2 separate regions of the Mus musculus genome follow, and region 2 is linked to region 1. The links are chromatin contacts, called in public Hi-C maps. All regions are on one chromosome and are shown on one strand. Each heading gives the region's core, a stretch centred on a gene start, on an enhancer-like site or on the middle of the called end of the contact. The rest is flanking DNA. Distances are from core to core; before and after follow the strand shown. Region 1 overlaps Rad51b (RAD51 paralog B). Region 2 has its middle 7.8 kb from the start of Gm3596.

What was found. Hi-C and Micro-C count contacts between places; a contact is called where the count stands out from the background.
Region 2: a contact with region 1 is called in a Hi-C map of B cells, with 2.4 times the contacts expected there. The contact joins two enhancer-like sites. A contact is called at or near these places in 3 of 484 Hi-C or Micro-C datasets (B cells, nephron progenitors and uterus) and 4 of 115 datasets of contacts at active chromatin or transcription factors (embryonic stem cells, heart atrium, microglia and 1 more).

The regions. Positions count from the first base shown.
Region 1 is chr12:79,689,121-79,694,726 of GRCm38.p6, forward strand. The region is part of intron 8 of Rad51b (RAD51 paralog B); the gene reads left to right. Among named protein-coding and RNA genes, the nearest start is that of Gm36048, 110 kb to the right of the region's middle. Within about 2 kb of position 3,536, at least 47 of the 459 cell types and tissues checked have an H3K27ac peak or open chromatin away from gene starts, as enhancers often do. A contact at or near this core is called in B cells, where this site is marked.
Region 2 is chr12:79,837,051-79,842,347 of GRCm38.p6, forward strand. It overlaps a transcript of Rad51b not described here. Among named protein-coding and RNA genes, the nearest start is that of Gm3596, 7.8 kb to the left of the region's middle. Within about 2 kb of position 1,346, at least 103 of the 459 cell types and tissues checked have an H3K27ac peak or open chromatin away from gene starts, as enhancers often do. A contact at or near this core is called in B cells, where this site is marked.

The DNA.
Region 1 (5,606 bases), core at 2,286-4,785:
GGTAGAGTCTAGCTATATGTTTTGATTGTCTAACCTGAGCTTGAGCAGAGTGGGAAAAGTTTGGTCTAGATCCATCTGAGGGGCAGCTAATAGCCAGCATCTTGCTTCCGGGTTTCCCAGATGCACTCAGTAGAAAGGCAAAACCCTCCTGACAGTTTGTGTTGTGACAGTTCAGCCACCAGTAGAGGCCTCCGTAGGAACAGCCACTTCAAAGTTGGTGGTGTGAGGGGGTGACTGGGATTTGTGTGTGGAGCGATGGGAGGAACGTCTGCAAGCAGGGAGCATAGGGTTTAACCATGCATGATTACCCAGAGTGCAGTGCCTTGACAAGCTGGTTAAAATGTACCTCATATAACAATGTGAAGGGCTGCCCCTGGAAAGGCTACAGCTTCACAGGCCAAGGGGTCAAAGTAAGTAAGCACGGAACTGGTGGGACCCGTGGACCTCTGTGCAAAGGTGCACTGCGGATGCAAGCAGGGAAAACATGGTGTGTGCGTTGGTGGCTCACTGTGGCAGTCCAGAAATGTGCTCATTTATATGTAGGCTTTTCCAAATAAATAAATAAAACACGCAGGAGAAAATGCTTTTCTAGAAGCAAATTCTGCCACTGCTACACACTGGCACATATGTCCTCACTGCCATAAACGTACCTATGCAAACTCACGCAGCCATGTACCTTCCCATGATGGAGATCAAGTTGGGAAACATGACTGAGTGAATTGAAAAGTATTGTGCTCTAATCCCAGCGGTTTTGATCCAAACCAAAACCTTATCCTCCAGTGCATGAGGATAACTAGGTAAAGCAGATACAAAACACACTTCTATGAAAATAGCTTGAAATTGGAAAGAGGCGGCGCACACCTTTAATCTCAGCACTTGGGAGGCAGAGACAGGGGGATCTCTGAGTCAAGGCCAGCCTGGTCTACAGAGTGAGTTCCAGGACAGCTAAGGATACACAGAGAAACCCTGTCTCAAAAAGCAAAGCACATAAAAGTATGTGCTCATGCTCTGGACTTTGGGGATACTTTTGCTGTTTGTTAGCTGATGGCTTTAACAACCTTCACCAGTAGATTGGCACATGAGGATTTCAGAAGGAAGAGGCTGGTGTAGACTCTTGCTTTTATAGGTCAGCCTTTAGCTGCATACAGGCAAATGCTGCTTTTCTCCAGGCACAGCACAGTGATGTGATCCATGGACCTCCTGACTCAGAAGCCTGAGGAACCCATGGGGTTTGGAAAAGGGAGACTGGAGGGAGGTAGTATGCAGATGAGCCTGGTGCCAGCATCAGCTGGACAGCCGGAGGCAGATGAGCTCTGTTCTTAGTGCCACCAACGACCATTCAGAGATGTAAAGTATACATGAAGCACTAATGATTAGATATCCAGAGATGTGAGCAGTCTTCTTTTGTTCCTTCATCCTTCAGTAAATCCTGCAGTATTTACTATGTACCAAACACAGGCCGTCAAATCCAAGATCTAGGTCTGCCAGATAGGAGGCACAGAATAAACAAAAAAAGTTGTCAGGGAAATCTAGCTAATCAGAGAAAGTGATGTGTAGATGCTCAACATCCTCTCAGAGTGAAGCAGGAACAGAGACATCTGAATATTCTAGCTTTACCTTTAACCATGAGCTCTACATACTAAGAGAACATGCAGAAAGAGCCCAGAGGCCCTGTTGACCAGAGGAGTCCATTGTGAGTCCTTAGAAGCTACACAGGCAGCCCAAAACATCAGGGAAGAAGCTGAGAAAGAATTGGCCCAGGTATGTCCAGTCACTAGTGTCACCTGGAGTTCACTGAGTTCTGGAGAATGAAAACAGTCATGCTTACTGACTTGTATCCAACATCCCAGTACATGTAGTTTTGGTAGTTCTCAAATAACACCTGGTTTTCTATTGTAAAGTCCACTGAAGTGATATTATGATGGATCATCCAAGCCCAGGAAGACTTAGAAAATCCTGTGATTCCCAGCATACACACACATCTGGGCTGCCACTTGATGCAGCTTCCAGGTGTCATCTTACAGATTTTGTTTATCCCTGCTATCATGGATACCATAGAGTCTTATCGTCAGTTTCAGAGTAGCTTGTCTCTCTCAAAATCCTATGCTTCTTGCCCTATTCATCTCTTTGTCTCTAATACCTGCCACAGAGTCCAGCACACAGGTCCAGAATGGGGACTGGTCCTTTTGAGATGGACTAGCCTCTTAGAGACCTAAGCTGACACTGGACTAGATGGTGCCTGCTCTGGTTGTCAAGCTGCATCTTCTGATTGCATGAAAGACTATAACATACAACCTCCATATCATGTAATGAAATATTTAAGAGGGAGACTTTAACCTCATACTGTAGATTCATGATGACTCTATCTCTTTTTCACTAATTGCTTTGCTTTTTCATTTCTCCCCATTAATTTTTTTATCACTGTATTTCTGTTCAAGTTTGGTTTTCTTGTAGATTATAAACTTCTCAGCTGCCTTTGGCCTGTCTGTTTATATTGATCTCAGTAGGCCAGATGCTCCACCACAGTTGTCTTTCACTCTTGCAGATGGTCTCATTGATGTAAGTGAAGCCCCCTCTGTTCCTGCGACTTTTCTAAGGAAAACTGTTTATGATGCGATGGGTCTCTCAGGGCAGCTAGCATAGTACCTGATCTGCCGCTCAGTGTTCAACAAGTGCATCCAATAAAGGACTGTGCAAGTAGTGGGTTGTTAGTGGCTGCAGAAAACCAGGTACAAGATCAAGCATTTGGTCGGGGCTGCAGAGCTCAAAATCAAGGCTACTAAAGTTTCTGGCATCTTCTTTATATGAAAGGTGATCCAAGTTGAGCATTCCTTATTCAAAATCTGAAATGCTCCAAAATCTATGACTTTTGAATGTCAGCATGATACCAGATAATTCTACTCCTGACCTCAAAGTCAAAATACAGGCAAGTAAAAAGTTATATAAAGCATCTCAGGCTCTGTGTATAAAGTATACGTGAAGCACAGATGGGTCGCATGCTTAGTCAGTTCCTCTTTGCCATTCTTAGGGAGTCTGGGCTGGAATGCGTCTTTTCAGATTCCCTTTAGAGTACTTTATGTTCTGCCCTTTTCCACATCAGAACTGTCCGCTCCGGATGACATAGAACATCTCAGCTATTTTTTTTAACCTGTAGTCCTTGAGCTGTGTTTATCTTTTGATGTGGAGAAGGTACATAGCTTTCATCAGAATGTCAAAGGGGAAGTCCACATTCCAAAAATAGGTCAAAACCCACCGCAGAGACATCACTGGTGTTCTGTTAAGAGGAGTGAAGCTGGCCATGGTAGTACAGCCCTATTATCCACTCAAAAGACAGGACGATGGGGTCAGCTAGGGATGCATAGCAAGTTTGAAGCCAGTCTGGGCGATGTTAAGGAGACCTTGCCTCAAATTAAATGAAAAAATAAGATAAGAATAAAAGACAAGGGTGGGAGAGAAGCCGAGGACACAGCACACAGGCACAGCTGAAGTTCACAACCACAGCTTCACATAGCACTTTTACTATCTCGTGGACCTCAGACTTCGATACCATAACTCACGTCAGCAGGTGTTTCCACAGAGCTCACTAAGTTGTGCTCGTTGTGGGGACTAGGTGAGCAGGGTTCCTTCCTTTACAAGTACTCACTGGGGTATTGCTCTTCCTCACCTTCATTAAATAGTAATATTTAATAATTTAATAGTGTTGGTTAACTGATCTTACCCAGCGCTCAGTACTGTCCTGGGCAGTATTAGCAAGTGCTACTTGCACCACCACTGTTGAAAAGAATGGGTAGCAAGTTTTGAGGACAGGCAGGAATTTGAGGGAAGGAGAGGGGGAAGCTGGCATGGACTACTGTGATAAAAGGCAAGCATCCCAGGTCCTAGGCTTCTGCATCTCTGTGGGTAGAAGGTCTTTTTGAGCAGAGTCTTCCTTGTGGCTGGGGTTGGCCTGCATTCAGTTCCAATAAAAATAGATGTCAGGAGTAGACAGAAGAAGAGGTACAGGTTGCCATTAGAACATTTTCTATAGCATGATTCTTCAACTAAATGCTATTACTATTATCCTATCAGCTAGAATGTTATCAGGAAAGAGATTGGGTAAGCTAATTGGTTCAGCAGACTTGTGTAATCTGGGGAGTGCATTCAAGGAATGGGTAGCTATGAAGAAACTTCTAGAACTGTACAGTGTTTTAGAGGTACTTACAAGTGATCTCCATCAGCACCCCTGACTGAGGGTGACCTCCTTCCTGTCTCCTGCTAATGTTCTCCAGGGGTCGTGGCCAGGAGAGTCCTCTTAAGGTGATCCACAGAACACAAAGGCAGAGGTGGGGTGGAGAAGGAACCAGAGTAGAACTGGAGGGACACACAGGCCATGTCTGACAGGTTTGCTTTTATTCTTGATTCTAGAGGTAAATATGTGTGCTTCCATTTTACCTCTTTGGGAAAGCTTCAGTTTTAATAGCTTCTGTCATAGCTGTTACACTATCAATTTGATGATCTCAGATATCTTGCTTTCTGACTAGTTTTGTTTTGTTTTCTAGAGACAATTATGTATAAACTAACCTCTTTTCTTCCTGAGCAAACAAACAATAAAAATATTTTTCTTTGGAAACATTGCTTCTTACAAATGGCCTCGCTCCATTTCCTTCTGTGTGTCTCTCCTCTGCTTTCTCCCCCTGTGTTTAGACTCAGAGCATATTACCTTTGGACACATCCAGCAATGTCCTGTGGGGATCCAACTAAAGTCCCTGGTTCTCTTTTGTGTTCAATACTAAAGGTCATACTGCCCAGTAAGGTTATTTTTATTATTTAGAGATATTTTTTATAATTAATCTAAGACTCTACATCCTTCCTAATGCTATAACTTCTTAATATAGTTCCTCATGACATGGTGAACCCCCAATCATAAAATTATTTTGTTGCTACTTAGTAATTGTAATTTCACTACTATTGTGAATCATAAAGTAAATATCTTTGTTTTCTGATAATTTGGGGGGGAGGACACTACTCATGGGTTGAGAACCACTATTCTACATGGAACCCAAGGTAAACAGACTGCAGTTATTTCACTTTCTAAGTACTACAATTACTAAGTACTACAATTACTAAGTACTACAAGTACAAATCATGAAAGTATTATTAAAACAGAGTAGAATAGTCATTATTTAAACATCAGCTTATAGTTGCAAAAGTATATATGCACTGTAAAAGGTACAATGAAGTAAAATCTAAAAGCCAACCAATGTGCCTTACTAAACACACTTATGGCACATTAGACACATTTTTATTAGTTTTATGATAGGATTTTTAGTCTAATTACTTCCTTTCCCACATTTCTTTTATTACCAGTATTTGGCAAGAAGTCACTTGAATGACTTTCAAAAGGTAGTGTTTTCTTGTCTTCTGTCTAGACATACAATGTGTCTGCTAACTCTGCCTAGAGCCTCATAGGCACTTACTTACCTATGACGTCTGTCCCTTCCTCCTGTCCAATGGACACCATGTACATTAGTCCAGTCTTGGTCTGTGGCCACCCTGCAGAAGTTCGCTCAGAACATTACTGATTCCGGCAACAGTATAATCCCCTTTGTAATGCTACAAAAGTCTGT
Region 2 (5,297 bases), core at 96-2,595, 150 kb after region 1:
AGAGTAGGGCTTACTGTTCTCTGAGGTTGCTATTCAGCAGGGAGGAGGACGACCAGTCAGACCTGCATAGCGTTTGAAAGGATGGTAATGATAATGGTCACATTATAGAATCCTTAGCGTGTGCTAGGTACATCACAGACGTTATCTCATGCAGTTCTGAGTGAGAAGAGTCCTCTGAGGTTTCTAGTATTGCCGATGTGTAAACTGAGGCCATGAGATGTCAGGTCGCCTAGTCAAGATCACTTGGTGACCTTCAACCCAGGTCTTCCCGTGTTCAATTTGTAGCATTATAAAAGGCTCAAGCCCCAAAGAATGGTGGGCCAACATCCCACAGTGACTAGCTGCCGGATAGGAACTGTTTTCCTTAGTTTCTGAATCTTGGCAGCAAAGGCACTAGAGTTTCCCCTTGGCAGGGAGGATTTTGCATATGGACTGAATGAAATTAAGAATGCCGAGATGGGAGGCTGAGGTGATAGCTCAGTGGGTAATAGCACTTGCTCTGCAAGCATGAGGACCTGAGTTTAGATCACCAACAGCCATGTTAAAAGCCACATATACCTCTCACTCCAGGACTAGGGATGGTCAGAGACAGGAAGATCATTGGCTTGCTAGCCATTAGTCTGGCCAAAACGCTGCAAACTCCAGGGTCAACAAGAGACTGACTCACAGTAATAAGGCAGAGAGCACCATAGTAGGAGAACTGACTTCCTCCTGTGCCCTCTACATATTCATGAAGTCTGCACATACACCTGTACACACATGTGTACCTACTTGCATGCGTATACCCCCCACTATACAAATAAATGAATCAGTGCTGAGATGAGATGGCCTGATCAGATGCTGCAAAACATCTACTTTCACAGGGAGCAACTGGAACTGGCTAACTTCCTCATCGCCGCAAGGCTCGGAGGTCCTTTCTCTTTTCCCAGGCATCTGGGGAAAAGGATGAATTCTCTAGGCAAGTGACCTCCCTGGTGTGAGAAATTTTTGTGTTCACTGCTGTGTCTGCCCCCTGCTTTTCCAACAACAGAGGACAAGTGTCTACAAAGCTGTCACGCAGTGACAGGAGCAGAGAGGAGGACCTGGGCTGGTCTGGGCACACTGACACTCTTTGGAGTCTCTTCTTTGCAGGTTTGCACTCTGGTGGGCACATCTTCAGAGTCTTGGGAGACGGCTCAGGTCTCCTTGCTATGGCTGAGGCTGGGGCGAGGCCAACATTGCAGCTTCTCTCCACTCCAGGGAGACAAATGCAGCCTGCCAGAATTTCCTCCCACACAGACCTCTGTAGGAGATAAAGGCAGAGAGGGAACTGCCACGGGACAGCCACATGATAAATTCCCTTGGGCCTCCTCCTGTGTTCATTGTTCTGCCCTGGTTGTTTTGAGTACAGTCAAAAGGAAGAGCCCTGTGCTATCAGACTGAGGAAGGAGGATGCTCTCCTATTGCCCTTGGCCACCCTCATTTTAAATGTGAGGAAACCAAAGGGCAATGTGCAGCCTAACCCCACCTGCCCCAGAGGAGCAGTCAGCCAGCCTTCCAGGGAAGCCGCAACCCCTCTCCAGACCAACAGCAGCACACTGGTGGCTCAGCCCTTGTCCTTTGACTCAACCCTGGGGACTGACAGATGAAACTGTTTGGGGTAGGAGCTAGAAATAGATTTTGGAGGGGCCCCATTACTTGTTGTTCATGCCCCAGGGCTGAGAACTGAACCTGTAAGGCCACAACTGTTAGGAAGGGACATCCTGCCTAACACTGGCTGGCTGCCTGCTTCTCAACTCAGAGCAGCTCAAGTTCCTGGGAACTGTAGTCAACTTTAGGGATCTGGGCTGTGTCCCAGGTTCAAGTTCAAGCATGGAGAACAGGATGCCGCCTCAGCCACCATGGCTGGATTTCTTCGAGGAAGTAGAGCAGAAAGCCTTGGCTTTCCTTAAGCTGTGTGCTCCCGAGGACACAAGTGCCAAATGGAGTGTTCTTCTTGAATTGCAGACTCAAGCAGATGTCCACCCTGTTCAAGGCTCGGGCTCTGACTGGACAGGTGTCTGGCTGCCATGGCCCGGGTCACCTTTGTCTGAGCTAGAAGGCCATGTCTGAGCCATCAAAGGGGTCTCAATGGGAGAAGACAGACATCAATGTGCTTCCTCAACCAGAAAGGTGATTTCAATTTGGCTGGAGCAGCCCAACCAAACAAGCAGGATCCTGTCGACTGAAAGATAGGGCTGCTGGAAGATCACACAGCAACAAAAAATGGGAACCATTATCAGACTTGTCCCAGCCCGGAGGGGCAGGGCCTTTGAAGCCACAGACAGGCTGAACAGAACTTTCTACCTGGGAGATGTTGGAGATGGGAGGTCAGGCTGCACCAGCCCACACCCCCATCACTCCCCCCCCCCCCAAAAAAAAACCCTGATCAAAGCCTGCTGCAGAAAGGAGGGGCATACAGCTGCAACCAGCTCCCCCCTCACGGGGCCGCCCAGGGCCTTCTGAAAGCAAGTGGACTGCTTTTGCAGGGGCCTGTGGGAAAACCCAACACAGATACAGTGTACAGCAGAGCCCCGGAGCACTGCTGCGAGAAGGAAAATAAACCCCTCAGTGGTCCTGAAAAGAAAGGCAGGAATCAAAGCACAGAAAGTGCAGCGACCACCCACCTGATGCGCGCCTACCTTTCGGAAACAAATAACTCCTGGCTTCCAGGGCCTGTTTCAAAGAACAAACAGACTGAACACTTGGCCTCAAAGCTTTGTGCACTGGGGGATTTGTGGGATGCCGAGGCCCCTCCTAAGCATCCAAGGCTTGAATTGAAGCAGTGCCTATTCAAGGGCTTCCTTGCATGTGCTCTGTGCTCCTCCCTGGGAACCTGAAAGGCAAGAACTCTCAGGAAGGGAAGGGGTCCTATGTAGATACTGCTAACTCAGTTCCTCAGACTAGATGGTTGCCTATCTATCTGCTGGGAAACGTTCTAGCTGTATTGTCTAGGCTGGTTTGGGGTAATGAGACCATCTGTGAGCAGGCCATATATTGGTTAGTTGTAAGGATCTTGTCCCCTCAGGCTCTGTGAGAGCCTCTGTACCCCCTGCTTAGGCTTGCCCCTCCTCCTCCTGCCTGAAGCCTCCCTTCTTCTTCGTGGAGCCTGCAGTTTGATCTTTTTCTGAAGTGGGCACAACAAAGCAAAGCCACTTTCAACGGACTTTCTCCTGCTCAAAAGAATACAAGAGCTCTTTGCTTTCTCACTCTTGGGACTGGGCTTGAAGGGAGGGTAGAATGGGGATATGACTTGGGGGCCCTGGAATTGCTACATGGAGGAGGAGAAGGCACTGGGAGTGATGGGCTGAGTATTTGGGAGAAACTGAGATGAGAACAGCCTAGACTCAACCAAGTGGTGGTATTGCTATCAAAATGGGTTCGAGGCTAGACAGAGGGCTTCCAGGAGGAGGAGCAAAAGGGTCTTTTCACCCCTATTCCTCTGCGCCAGATGGTAAAGAGAGAGCAGCCAGAAACCACCGCTACTCGCTAAATTTGGCTCTTTATGTCACTTGACCTGGTGAGGTGAGTGAGGTCATCTTCCTTTTACAACAGGTGACAGAACATTTGAGGTGACAAGATTCTCCAGCAACACACGTGGCACTATAGACTGAGCTCAAGCAGCGTGACAAAATCAAGTGTCACCAATGGGAGTGACTTATCACACCCAGGCCTCTTCTTCCACAGGGTGGGGGAGGTGGGTTGTTCTTTGCATGTGGTGGGGGTAGACCTTTCAGGACTATCAAGGTTCTAGAAAGAAATTCTCTAAGACAGCAAATGAAATTGTGCCCTAAGGTAGAAATAGGTCTATTTTGAAATGAATACCCAGTAAAATTTATGCAGACCCCCCAAAAGGAAGACAGAGGAGGTGGAGCAATATAAAAGCCAGGGTAGGTAGATAGTAAAATGCCACACAGCCTTGCCTTTTATCCAGGAAGTGGAAAGCCTTCATAGGCTCTAATTACATCTTCATCCCGGCCCTTCTGAAGTCTCTGGGCCACGTTAACAATACCCCTGATTTTAGGCATGGACACATTCCAGTACCAAAAGCTTTGGCAATTCTCCTCAAGGCAGGCAGAATCCAGAGCTGGACCTGGAAGCACAGCCTTGTTCTGCACATCCATTTGGATGCTATCTCCAGCATAGGAGACCAAAGTCTTTGGTTGAGACATTTCAGGACATGGGGTGTCAGAAGACACCCACATGAATGTGGGCAGAAGTGAGCAATTATCTTCGCATGTTGACTGCACACAGTATATGTGCCCACGTGTGTATTCTTTAACTTGGGCATGTTCCTCTGTGTGCTTTCTCACACCAGTGCTGAGGCCCAGGTTGGGTCCCTCATTTTACATAAAGCTACACTGGACAACAAGATCCTCTGCTGATGGAAGCCAGAGGAACCTGGCCGCTGTCCATCATATGACCCTGGGATGTGGAGGCTAAGGCTGCTACAGAGATGGAAAAGGGAACTGAAACACTATTTTGCTAGTTTCTGGTTTGATTTCAATTATGTCATTTCCTGCTGGGAGCTAGGGAGGGAGGAGGGAGGGAGGAGGGAGGGAGGGAGGGAGGGAGGGAGGGAGGGAGGGAGGGAGGGAAGAGGGAGGGAGAGTAAGAGAGGAGAAGAGGAAGGAGACAGACAGACACACACACACATACACACAGAATATATTTTAATGGTTCTGATAGTGGTGGTGCTCCCTAATGGGCATTCAGTTTTGTTTCTCAGCCCTCTCTAGATTTCTATAGTTATTCCCCATTGGTGAGCTGCAGATTTCCTATGGAAGGCCAGGGGGTGGGGCCACATACTTAAGATACAACCCTGTGCTGCATCTAACATGAGCAGAACCTGAGCCAAGAGAATGCAAAATGCCATCTGCCATGAAAGTCTCTAGCAGCCCTTGTCACTGAAGTCCAGTACCCAAGAAAGTATCTTCTCTGTAGTCATGGTTTTCAAACCAGGGCCAAGGGACCCCAGAGATTCTTAATATATAAGGGAAGGATCAGCATGGAACGCCCCTACACACACACACACATACACACACACTCACACTCACATACTCACAAGAAAGAGAGACAGACAGACACACAGATATATGGAGAGACATGGACACACAGAGATAGAGACAGGTAACAGACACATACAGACATACAAATATGCACACACACACACACACACACTTCCTGACTCTGCTCTTACCAATCTTGCACACTACATTTTTTTTTTTTTTGCAAGAGTTTCTTTGACCTCTGCTGGGGTGGGAAGTAGGGAGAAATTT